Linked DNA regions of Mus musculus: regions 2 and 3 are each linked to region 1. Evidence: chromatin contacts called from public Micro-C and promoter capture Hi-C data. All regions are on one chromosome and are shown on one strand. Each heading gives the region's core, a stretch centred on a gene start, on an enhancer-like site or on the middle of the called end of the contact. The rest is flanking DNA. Distances are from core to core; before and after follow the strand shown.

Region 1 (3,902 bases), core at 1,002-3,501:
AAAATCCAGATGTATCCAGAACCTCCCACGAGTAGTCCTGAATGTCCCTTCCTCCTCCTGTCCCATTTCTCCATGTACTGTGTTGTTGAATGAGCATGTTGACTTTTGCAAGCCCTCCCTCCTGCCTCCCTCCCCACCCCTACTGGGCACACGTGGTCTTTGTGTCTGTCAGTCAGAACGTGCCTAGACTTTGGGCCGTCATCCCAGTCCCCATTTCCTTCTCAGGGATCACCATTTGCCATTCCTCCCCCCAACCTCCTCAGGGCAGGGTTTCTCTGTGTAGCCTTGGCTGTCCTGGAACTCATTCTGAAGACCAGGCTGGCCTTGAACTCAGGGATCTGCCTGTCTCTTCCTGAGTGCTGGGATTTAAGGAATGTACAACCACTGCCCTGACTTGTAAGTTTCTTAAAACAACTCCAAACGGTACGGTACATTTAACGAAAGGGCAAGGGTCAGTCACAACCCCCCAGGGAAGGATGAATACCCCTCATCCAAAATGCTTTGGGGCCAGAAAGGCTGCACATTTCAGAGTCATCTGGGTCTGGGGATACCTGTGTATGAGTGTGTCTGATCTGAAAATTTGAAGTCATTCAGAGTTCACGTCCCCAGGTCTTAATTATTGCTTTATTCATTTAGAGTATGGAGATAAAGATTAAAAGACAACTCTCAGGAGCTGTTTTTGTCTTACCATGTAGGTAGGTCCCAGGGACCAAGCTCAGATTGCCGGTCTTGGTAGCAGGTGGCCTCGCTCCATGAACTGTCTCACCAGCCCTGGGACTTTTTTGAGTGCTGATATGGCACAGAGGTGTTTCATATTTTTTTGAGCATTTCTGATTTTAAGAACCCACACTACTGCAGTTCAGATCTGAAATGCACGATAAGACACACCTGCTCTCTGAAGTTAGCGTGTGCAAATACATCTCCTGCTTTGCAGTCTAACTGCCGTCCTGCGGACACAGGTGAGGGGGAGACAAGCCTTCTCCAGAACCATGGGCCATCGTGGTATGTGTGTGTGTGTAATAGAGAGAGAGAGAGAGAGAGAGAGAGAGAGAGAGAGAGAGAGAGAGAGAGAGAGACAGAGACAGAGACAGAGACAGAGACAGAGAGAGACACACACAGAGAGAGAGGATGAATGAGAGAGCAGCTTCCATTTCTCAGCATCCCCCTGCTTGCTGTGCTGGGCCTGGAACACACCAGGCCAGGCCGGCCTCAGAGGTTTGACCTCACGGATCTCTTTAGATTGTTTCTTCAGCTTGCCTTGTTCCTTGACCTCCTTCTGGTCTTCTCCCACATGTCACCTTCTCAGTGAAGCCTCTTTACCTCCTGTTTACTGCTGCAATACCTCCATCTCCACTTTCCAGCATTTTACCTTACCATTTTCTCTGAGGCTTTTTAAGCACTGTCTGGTAGTCAATTTATTACCTACAGAGATTATGTTTGTGGCTCCTGTCCAAGTGTCTGGAATAGGGCCCGGCATATAACAGGGCCAGGTCAGTGCAAATGCTTTTCCCTGACACAGTCGCTGGCAAGCAATGGGTGCTGCTGGGTTTGCTGCTATCCTGTGGACAACTTATTGACTGAAGGGAGTTTGAAGCACCTGCGAACTAGATAGCCTGCTCAAGGGTACAGATGCAGAACAAGGGTAAGGGCAGAAGGACAACTCAGCTGACTCTGCCCTTTCATCCTACTAGAGAGAGACTGACTAGTCAGCTCTCTTATTTGGGAAAGACTTTTTGGAAATGCCTGTAGTTGTCCCAAAGCTCAATGCACTGCCTCTCTCATAGTATGGCTGCAACAAATGTTTATAACGTGTTTTATTTACTTCAGTGTTTCATTGCAAATAGGGCACAACAGCTCTAGTTCTTTGGGGGTAAATTTGGCAGGCAGGTGTCTGCCAGCCCCCCAGAGTAGCAGTGAACAACCTGCACCAAGCTCTTCCGCTCATCCTCGGAAAGCTTTTCCAAGATGCAGGTTGAGCACCTAGCTTTCTCAGCACGTTGACCGTCGACCGTGAAGGTATCTAGGTGTCCAGTCCCTTCTCCGGTCAGAGGGCTATCCCAGCCTACCTTTCCTTCTCACGATCTGGGAACCCTGGGCGGAGGAAAGTCCCCCTCAACGAGGACCTCGCCAGCGCAGGGCAGGGTTCAGCCCCGCGCGCGGGAGCTGGGGGCGCGCGGTGGTTTCGCGCGGGGATGCGCGCGCGCGCCTGCCTCGCCTCCCTTGCCCGCTCCTGTGCTACGTGCTTTCTTTGTCAATGAGGCGCCGCTCGGAGCTGCAGTAGCTTTCGCGGCTGGAGCCAGAGCCTAGCGATCCAGTGAACCGACAGAGATAGAGACCTGGGCGCAGGGGCGGCGGCGGGCGGCACGCTGCACGAGCTAGGTCCGCGGGTCTCCGTGTCTCGCAGCCTCGCGCTCGAGGTGTAGCATCCGGCCCTGGGGAGGGGACCGGGGCGCCGCCCGTCCCACCCTCGCCGCACCGTGGGAACCCCCATGCAACCCCGGTACCCGCGCGCCTGAAGCCGCGGCTCCATTGAGCCCGCCTCCCACCGAGGCAGGACGAGCGAGCAGCTCGCACCTCCTGCCTCCCTCCGACTCCCGGGCCATGGCCCGAGATGCCCGGTGAGGAGCGGTGCGCGGAGGGCTGGGCTCACCGGCGCGGTGTGGAACGAGGCAGCGGCCTGGATGTATGAACAGTCCCTATGGCTCTGCAGGAGGCGAAGCCCCAGGGCCCGAGCGAAGCTGAGCCGGCAGCGCGGGAGCCCAGGGACCGGCTCCGGGAGCAAGGGCTCTGCGGGGCGGGCGGGATCGCCGCGCGTTGCCAGGGCGTGAGAAGCTCCGAGGCCCGCCGGTCCGAGGATGTGCTGCTGCGGCGGCCGCTGCTGCTGGGACTCTTGCTGCTGGCTGCCCTCTCCGGGCACTGCTGGGCCGACTCCGGTAAGCGCTTGGCAGCGGCTCTCCGCCCGCGGCGGGGTCTGGAGCCGCTTAACCGCGTGGTGGTGGGTGGTGGGCTCTTTGCAGCACCGCCAGGCTTTTATTTGCCCTTAGCAGTTGCACCAGCGGGCGAACTGTCAGAAATCTGTCTCTTGAGAAGGCATCGTGGGCGGTGAAGAAAGAGGCACGTTTTTATCTTTAATTTTTCCTCCCTGGACAAGTTGTAAATGCTTCCTGGTGGTCCCACAAACACGCTTCCTTTAGCTAGACATGGCGTAGTTAGGATAGCATAAAAGAGACCTGTTCAGTGGGATGTTGTGGATGTTTTGGGCTTCCCGTTGCTAGTATTCACTTTGTCTTAAGTGCAAGGAATGACCTGAGAGTTTGAAGCAATTTCTGTGTCAAAATAGCGTTCCCCCGTTGCTCATAACAGGTTCCCCTCCCTTCCTTTTGGGAATGAGGTACTTAAAATAATTGATTGCATTTTGCAAAAGGTTCAGGCATTGATCAAATGTATACCTATTTTTTACAAGAGGCTCGTTGAAGAAGAGTCACTCTTGGTGCTCAGACCACCAACGATCCTTCAGAAACAGATTTCTGTACTTCCGCGGACGATTTTGTGGATCTGTTGTAACTATTTGGGCAGAATTATTCTGCAGAAGTGCTTTGAAACTTACACTGCGCGGCCAGCCATGGTCTTTGAAATAAGAATGATTGCTATGACTCCCGTGAAGGGCAAGCTTCTGTGTTTGTGGTGGAATTCTAGATTATAGATACATTCAGCCTAACAAATGCAAACCTCTCATTTTAGGTAACTGGTTTCTGTAGTGCTGCAGCTTTTAGTGAGGACCAAGGAGAACCGCCCCTCGCCCTCCAACACGTGTCTATGTATGGCCTTTCCCCATATCAGATTGGAAGTCCCAGTTTTGAAGGAGCTTATACCAGTTTTAAATTACGTATTCTGGTGGGCTA
Region 2 (3,902 bases), core at 780-3,279, 440 kb after region 1:
TAGGGAGATCCTTCACCTCTAGCCTCCAGGGGACCTGAGCTTAGGTGCACACACACATTCATGTAATTAGTAATTTTTTTAAGAAGCCAAACTCTGTAGATTCAACATCTAATAAAGGATTAGTGGTTAGGTTGTGCTGATAGGGAGCCAGTAAACAGCAGTTCACCAGACTGCCTCCCCAACTGTGTAATCTTATGTCTTGTCCAATTTCTGAAAACTCGGGGCCCAGATGTAATTCTAAGCTTATGCTTAAAAGGGAACAAGCTATAGACACTGACTCTTTAAAGGGTTGTTGTTTCTCTCCTGAGATTTTAAGGAAGCTGGTCCTCTTGCCAACAAACCTAGCTCCTTTCTGAGCTAGTGTCTTAACCTTCAAGACTGAAGAGTGATGTTTATATTCTTGCTGGATCGTGGGACTTCCTGTGTTTTATGAGAACACGCTGGGTTTTTATGCTGCTGGCTGAGGGTAAAGCCCAGGTAAATAAACACCACAGAAGGCTGAAATTGAAGGGGGGGGTGAATAGGAAAACTCCAGCAGGAAAGCACAATTCTTTTAAAGCAGGAAAAGAAAAGAAAAGGGGGGCAAAACCCCACCAAAACAAATGCATCTTAAAAGCCCAAACGGACAAGTCATTAGCAGTGCCTTTGGTCTTGTGTTAACAAATCCCTTCAAAGGATTAGATGAGGACTTCAAAGGAATAAAAACTCAAAACCAGACAGCTAATGACTCTTAAAAGGGCATTTGTGTGGACGTGGAAAAAAAAAAACCGATACCTTCGTTCCTGGCTCCCCTTGTTAAGGCTAGAGAATGGGCTAGGAGGGTACAGGCTGTGGAATGGGGAAGGGAGGGGGGGCTGTTCTTTGCAAACCAGCGCAAAGCTCAGAGCACTAGACAGTACATGCTCATTAAAGCTCTGGTTCGCTGACACACACACACACAGCCCTTCTGAGAGTTCGATGAGATTCTGCTCCCTAGAAAAACATACTAGACAGAAAAAAAAATGTGCACTAACTTTCGAGGTTCACATGCCCGCACTAGGAAACTCAGGGGAGGGGCGAACATGTACCGGGAGGAACGACAGATTAGCAATTCTAGAAGTCTCTGGAGGCCAGAACCAGTTCCCAGGTGGACAAGCGGACCTCATCAACTGTCCGCTCTACTCCGGGCCTGGTAGGAGAGTCGACGTCGGAGACCCCGGGATGTTCTAGTTGGGATGCCCCCCTTTCCAAGGCCAAATGGACAAAAAGGAAGGGAACCTGGAGAGGGTGGGACGAAAAGGGAGAAGGCAGAATCTTGTCCTCCACTCTCCCTGCCCTGCACCTGTGCCTCAGAGCTCCGGGTGCCAGCTCCTGGGCAAACTTTCTGGCCCTGGTAAAGGTTTGGGGAGCTTTCCAGATAGCCCGGAGCGGTCCGCAGGGTCGATCCCAGTTACAGCTTCCGCCGCCCAGTCCCTCTCGGTGTTTCCAGAGTCACCCGCGAGGAAAGAGAACCCCTGGGAGACGGAGGGATCAAGGGCACGCTGCGGGCGCGCACCTGGAGTCAGCCCCTCGCGCCTAGCCTGGGACCCTGTTTGGGGTGCCGGAACAGAAGCGCCACACTTACTCAGACGGGTCCAGGCTCTTCCTTTCGATGGCCGAGGACATTGGGGAGGGGGGCGGCGTGCCGGGCGGCGGGGGCGCTCCCTTTGTGGCGCGTGGCTGGCTAGCTGCCTGGACTCGGACCCCCTCGGGTGCTCGGGCGCCGCCGCTCCTGCGCCTCCTCTTGCTCGGTCGCTCCGCTGGCGAGCTCGCCCCTCCACGCTCAAGGACAGTCACCGCGCTCCCTTCAAACGCCAAAGAGAGAGAGCGAATCATCCAGCTGCCCGGCGCGCGGCGGCCAAGGCAGGGGGCCGGGGAGCAGCCCGGCCTCCCTCCGGTGGCTGCGACAGCTGCCGCTGCTCAGGACTTAACCTTCCATCCCGGTCCCGCTGCCGTCACCACAGCCGCCGCCGCCGCCGCCCGGTCCCGATCGCGCGCAGTAGCCGGCTCCGCCCGGTCGCCCCGAGCCCCTCGCACCTTCGCCGGGGTCGGGGCGCCGGGGGCAGTGAGGGGGCGGCGGCCTGGGGGCGGGGAGCTGACCGCGCGGCTCTCCCCAGGCTCCCTCCTCTCTCGCGAAGGTCTATTTTCGCTCAGCTTCCCTCTGTCTCTGGTTTCATTTCCTTTTTCCTGATCACGATTCAAATACAATAGAAGGAAATCACATTTAAAGAGACAGCTGCCCGCCCCCTCCCCCCTTTTTTTCTTCCTTTTTTTTTTTTTTTTTAAACGGGGCTCCTGGGGATTAGCAATCCAAATAGCGGCGGCGGCGGCGGCGGCGGCGGCAGCGGCAGCAGCAGCAACGGCGACAGCGGCAGCCCTGACTTGGCTTCTTAAAAGGGCCCGCGGCAGAGACCGAGAGTCTCCCCTGAGCCCCTCTCCTGGGGCAAGAATCCCGCTGCCACTAAACTGTCTTTTTCAGAGTTCCCCTTCTTCTGCCTTTCCCTTTGGCCTCAGGCTGAAAGTAACCACTCGCCCGTTCCAGCAGGAAAGAAAAGACAAGAATGTGAAATAAGCACCTGCAGAAATGCAAGCGTTGCTAATGGCTGGCTAGCGCGCGCTCGTCTCGGGTTCGAGGTCCCAAGTCCACAGTCGTGGTGCTCTGCGATGCCCGAGACAGTGCGGCTCTGCTGGCGGCAAGCTAGTAGCTGCGACTGCTCTCCAGAGAGGGGCGCAAGCTGTGTGACCAGGAACCTCACGCGCTAGGTGCGCCTGAGCAGAGCTGGGGGCAGCTAATCCCGCAGGGAGGGTGTCTGGGAGGGACCACGTTGTCCGGGTCTCCTCTCCATCTGCTGGCGGCAGAATTCCCTCCCCTAGCCTCTTTCAAAGAGCGAACTCCAGCGGTGAGGCTGGCCCTCTCTGTAAAGTATCAGCAGCAATACTTGCTTGGACCGGAGGAAGTTCCTTCCCGATAAAAAGACTTTCAGTTATTACTTACTATTATTTTGTCTTATATAAAACAAAGAAAAGGGCAGGTTTCTCCTTCAAGCTTGAAGACAAGTTCTAGAAGGAGAAAGAAATACAGAAGGGAAGAGATGGATTCCAGCTAGCTACTTTTCAGGAGAAAAACCTAGGTCCCCCTGGGCCTTGAGTTCCTTGAAACTGAGTCCAGAAATGATCGTTCAAGGCCCGTTAGCTTATGATGATGACAGTCTTCAGGTTTGTAAAGAGGAAAGTCCCGAGTGCTCTCAGAATCCATTGTTTAGTAAGAACAGCCCGGATCAAAGACATAGGCATTTCAGCCCCAATTTAAAGATTGCTTTAATAACCTAGACCAGCTCACCCCGGAAGATGATAGTCAGAAATGAATTCCCGGATTCCCCGTACTGAGCAAAGTCCTCCCTGATTTCTCCCTAGCAATAGCCTGAACCACTACCCACAGATTCGTGTCATTTCCCTCTCTCTCCATGTCCTGACACGTATACTGAAAGGGAATAATTAAAATCTGTGTTTGTGCGCCTGCCCTCGTGTTGGTCCAAAACCCACCTTCAGTGTATAAAAAGATATTTTCTATTTAAGTCCTTAGTTTTTCTAAATTAAAAAACAAATTTTTTACAATGTTTAGGCAAGCCTAAATTATATGATAAATACATAACTTGTTATTCTACTTTCATTTCTATCTGAAGTGAAAATAAACATTGTTAGTGGTAGCACAGGCCAGTAATCCCAGGTCAGGCAGGGCAGGAGCATTAGGGATTCTAAGTCATCCTCCCCTACAAAGTTCGTCACAGGCCAGTCTGGGCTACAGGAGACAGTGTCTCAAAACCAAAACCAAAAGAAGAAAAAGAAACAATGAAAACACACGGGTTGTGATTAGCAGTATATCT
Region 3 (3,902 bases), core at 829-3,328, 300 kb before region 1:
CACACAGTACTGTTCCTAAAGTGACTGGAAGGGGGACTGAGCATCCCGTTCCTTGTTTGCCCCCATTTGGGGGCTGTCCTAGCCAGGCTCCTGGGGGAATTGACTTCAGAAGGGCAATTGGGTTGGGGAGACCCCCAGGCTCAGGGGATCAGAGGTGACTTGATCCTCCAGGTCTCGGAGGCAGGCAGGAGGGCCTTTTTTCTTGTTAGTTATATGCTCCATTCCTCTGTTCAGTTGCAAAAAGCAGACACACAGCAACTCAGCCTCAAGATGCAATGCAGCACGCTATACACCTTCCATTAAAACTGGGACCGTTAAAAAATGTATAAATAAGTTCGTTAATAAAGCACTAAAAAGCAGTTAAATCATGTAGTGACATTTTTGAGAAATTCGGAATTTTAGTTTCTTTAAAATCACAAATACAGGGCTGGAGAGATGGCTCAGCAGTTAAGAGCACTGACTGCTCTTCCAAAGGACATGAGTTCAAATCCCAGCAACCACATGCATGGTTCACAACCATCTGTAATGAGATCTGATGCCCTCTTCTGGTGTGTCTGAAGACAGCTACAGTGTACCTATATAAAATAAGTAAATAAATCTTTAAAAACAAACAAGCCGGGCAGTGGTGGCGCACACCTTTAATCCCAGCACTTGGGAGGCAGAGGCAGGTGGATTTCTGAGTTCGATGCCAGCCTGGTCTACAAAGTGAGTTCCAGGACAGCCAGGGCTACACAGAGAAACCCTGTCTCCAAAAACCAAAAAAAGCCCAACAAAACCACAAATTTTAAAATGTGCTTTCATTTTAATCCCAGGTATAGGGATGGGGGAACTGCTTAGGACTGTCTGCAACAGCGGACAATGATTTGCCTCGAGCTCCAGCTCCGTTTTGCGAGCTGCAAATAGTTTCTATGATTGTGTGAGTTGGGAATTCTGGAAACTTTTCAGTGATATATAAACAGTAGGTGGGGCCCGGAGTTTACATATGCGGTTTGTTAGTAGTAGTGCTTAAAGAAAAAAAAAGAAAAAAAGAAAAAAGGAAAGAAATTAAATTCAGGGATCCCTTAGCCGGGCGTGGTGGTGCACGCCTTTAACCCCAGCACTTGGGAGACAGAGGCAGGTGGATTTCTGAGTTCGAGGCTAGCCTGGTCTACAGAGTGAGTTCCTGGACAGCCAGGACTATACAGAGAAACCCTGTCTCGAAAAACCAAATCAATCAATCAAGAATCCCTCTCCCACCCCCACCCCCTCTGTCCTCTGTCTCTCCCCTCTATGCTTATTTCTCTTCGGTCTAGTGTTAGAGGGGGAAGGAGTGGGGGAGGAGAATCTACAAAGTAGCAAAGATTCCTATCTTTTATTTAAGATAGAGACAGATGACAAAGTATTTCTGTTAGTGAAGTTAGCTATTATAGCGCCCCAGGCTTGGAGTGGGGTGATGTTTTTGTTGGCTTAATTTTTTTTTTCTTGTACAACAATGATCATGCCCGCCCCAACTTTATGGACCCAGGGACATGATATTTAGGGGAAATGATCTTCCTTTCTGGAACGCAACTTCTCCAAGGGCTGAGCTAGGGAACCGCTGCTCTCGCCTCTTTTCATATCAAGCTGAAGCCTCGGTCACCCAAACACTTCGAAGGGACCGCTCAAGCCAGGGCTCAGAATCCAAAAGGAGCCTGTGAGTGTGTGGGTGTCCAAAATGAAGGCAAGGGAGTGAGATTGGCCTGGTTGATGGAATATTCAGTTTTCAAAGTCCTGGCAGGGAAAGTAGCTTCTAAGGCGCCCTGCGCTTTACCACACTTTTAACTGCGCGCCATCGCCTCCGCTTTTGCCCAACCTCAACATGGCGCCTCCCTGTGCGGCCGGAGCGACTTCGAGCCGGGGGCCACCGCACTCCCTCGGCCGCCCCCCTCCCCGGGCCCGCATCAGCCTTTCCACACAAAAACGTAGTGAAGCTCAGCTCCGAGCGCCAGATTCCCGAGCCCCTTGGTGACAGCGGGAGAGCCGGCCGCCGGTCCGTACAGGAGCATGGCGCCGCCCACGCTGGGCAGGCGCATCCCGCCTCCCCCGCCCCGCACTGAGCGCGGCCGGCGCTGCCCACCGACGCGGGGCACAGAGGACGGCCCGCAGCTCGGGGAGAGCCAGGCGCCCCGGCGGGGGTCGAGGCCCAGGCGCCCAGGCCGGCGCGCATCGCTCCCCCCCTTTCGCGTCGCGGACCCCGCGGTACTCGCAGCCGGAGTGACCCTGGGTGGTCGCCGACGCCGCGGCAGGTGAGCGGGGCAGAGGCCGGCGGGCCGGCCCGGGATCCACCGGGCGAAAGCGCTCCGGTTTCTGGACCTCTCCCAGCCGGTCGGGTCCCGAGGATGCAGGGTGGAGCGAGGAGGAGAACAGGGATGGGTGAGGCCCACCCTCCAGGCCGGACTCCCCGGCGCGCCCCTGCCCTCGCCGACCGAAACAGCTGTTTACGACGAAATCTGAACGCGGTTCCCGGCGCCGGGGGTCAGAGATCTTTTCTTTTCGCTTGAAAGACCCTTTCTGGAGGATTCTTTTGTGTTCAGCTTGGGCCGGCGTGCAGCTCCGACAGATGCCGGTCCCCGTGCCAGGATCCTCCCCCTCGGTTTCCTGGTTAGGTACCATAGGGTTTTATGATTGTTGAGTGAATGAATGAGAGCAATTAAATAGCACCCCCCCCCCCATAATCCTACTACTCTTTAATTATAGCTGCCAGTGTGGAATGGTGGTGGTGTGGCAGTCTGTGGCCGCAGGGTACCCTTATGCAGGAAACCAGGAGGCACTTAACTGTAGAAAACTGAAGCCACAGTAAAGACACAGAATGAGACCTCAGTAGTGATGGGGGAATAGGACATTTTAAGAAAAATGGGCCACTTTTACTGAAGTTATTGTCACTTTTAAACCACAGGTTCAGTGCTACCCAAAACACCTTGAACAACCCCTCCTAACAGTGACATCACACAGATGACACAGGGTTTTATGTCTGTCAACAAATGAGTATCTGTTTGCCGGGCTTGGGGGCTTAGGGGTATACTAATAGAGCATTTATGGAGAATATGATTGATCTTGGCTCTTGAGAAGTTCAAAATCTAGACAAAGCTTTTCATTTCATTTTTAGAGTACAAATTAGCGCTTTCCCCACCAGACCCCCAATTCCTCTTTCCATCTTTGCTTACTGCCACTTTTCCATTTCAGGCACCACTGGCTTTTCTGCTGGAGGAATGAAAACCCCCCTCCTTTCACCCCTACCCCGACGTTATAACTTGGTGAAATTCTACTCCTTTCAAAGACAGGTCACATGTCATCTTTTCTGGGAAAGTTTTCTCAGCTTCCTCCTCTTCAGAATAGCAGCGTCATGCTAATTTGAGTTTCATTGTGGCTCCTTGCAAGCATGCCTGTCCGTCTCTGATTAGATTGTTTTCAGCTTCCTATCCCTATTGGAATAATCATATTTTGACTGGAATTAAAGGCAGTGATGGATGCCAGCTGTCTCACAATCAGCCTTGCAGGACTTTGGAGAAAGATGTAAACATTCATAAGGTTGAAGGAAGAGCCCTGGGAGGAGACAGGACCTGAACAGGGTCTTGGGGGGACAGGGACAGTCTTTTGTGACTCAAGGCATCTTGCCTTTCCTCTTCTCTGTATCCAGTGAATGACTTCCTCTGGACAGCTCCCTGGTGTTTGAAGAGGATAAAATTAGATGTTTTGTTTCTTATAGAATCTGTAGGTAATGAACATTGGATCTGTTGCACTTCCAAACGCTAGTAGGATTTAAGACAATGGAGAAATGGGTTTTGGAAGGAAAAGTTGGGCAGGGAGTGGTGGCACATGGCTTTCTGGGATTGAAAGCCCCAGGAGCTGAGGTGGGCAGCTCTTCTTATGAGTTCGGGGGCTGT

The links. Promoter capture Hi-C pulls out the DNA fragments that hold promoters and counts their contacts. Hi-C and Micro-C count contacts between places; a contact is called where the count stands out from the background.
Region 2: a Micro-C map of embryonic stem cells shows a contact between it and region 1, with 1.7 times the contacts expected there. The contact joins the promoter of Lmo2 here to the promoter of D430041D05Rik in region 1. A contact is called at or near these places in 6 of 39 promoter capture datasets (cranial neural crest, embryonic stem cells, liver and 2 more) and 1 of 484 Hi-C or Micro-C datasets (embryonic stem cells).
Region 3: a contact with region 1 is called in a promoter capture Hi-C map of embryonic stem cells. The contact joins the promoter of Tcp11l1 here to the promoter of D430041D05Rik in region 1. A contact is called at or near these places in 9 of 39 promoter capture datasets (the HPC-7 cell line, cranial neural crest, embryonic stem cells and 4 more) and 1 of 9 other capture datasets (adipose tissue).

The regions. Positions count from the first base shown.
Region 1 is chr2:104,408,960-104,412,861 of GRCm38.p6, reverse strand. It overlaps D430041D05Rik (RIKEN cDNA D430041D05 gene), which reads left to right and starts at 2,251. Exons shown (of 21, transcript NM_001368844.1): 1 at 2,251-2,933. The coding sequence starts at 2,699.
Region 2 is chr2:103,968,414-103,972,315 of GRCm38.p6, reverse strand. It overlaps Lmo2 (LIM domain only 2), which reads right to left and starts at 2,029. Exons shown (of 3, transcript NM_008505.4): 1 at 1,604-2,029. The coding sequence starts at 1,854. All of the region lies in intron 1 of Gm38515 (a long non-coding RNA gene), which reads left to right.
Region 3 is chr2:104,710,338-104,714,239 of GRCm38.p6, reverse strand. It overlaps Tcp11l1 (t-complex 11 like 1), which reads left to right and starts at 2,078. Exons shown (of 10, transcript NM_177190.5): 1 at 2,078-2,264. Gm6306 (predicted gene 6306) reads right to left here. Exons shown (of 1, transcript NR_166704.1): 1 at 1,337-3,902. Pin1rt1 (protein (peptidyl-prolyl cis/trans isomerase) NIMA-interacting 1, retrogene 1) reads left to right here. Exons shown (of 2, transcript NM_001033768.2): 2 at 1-314.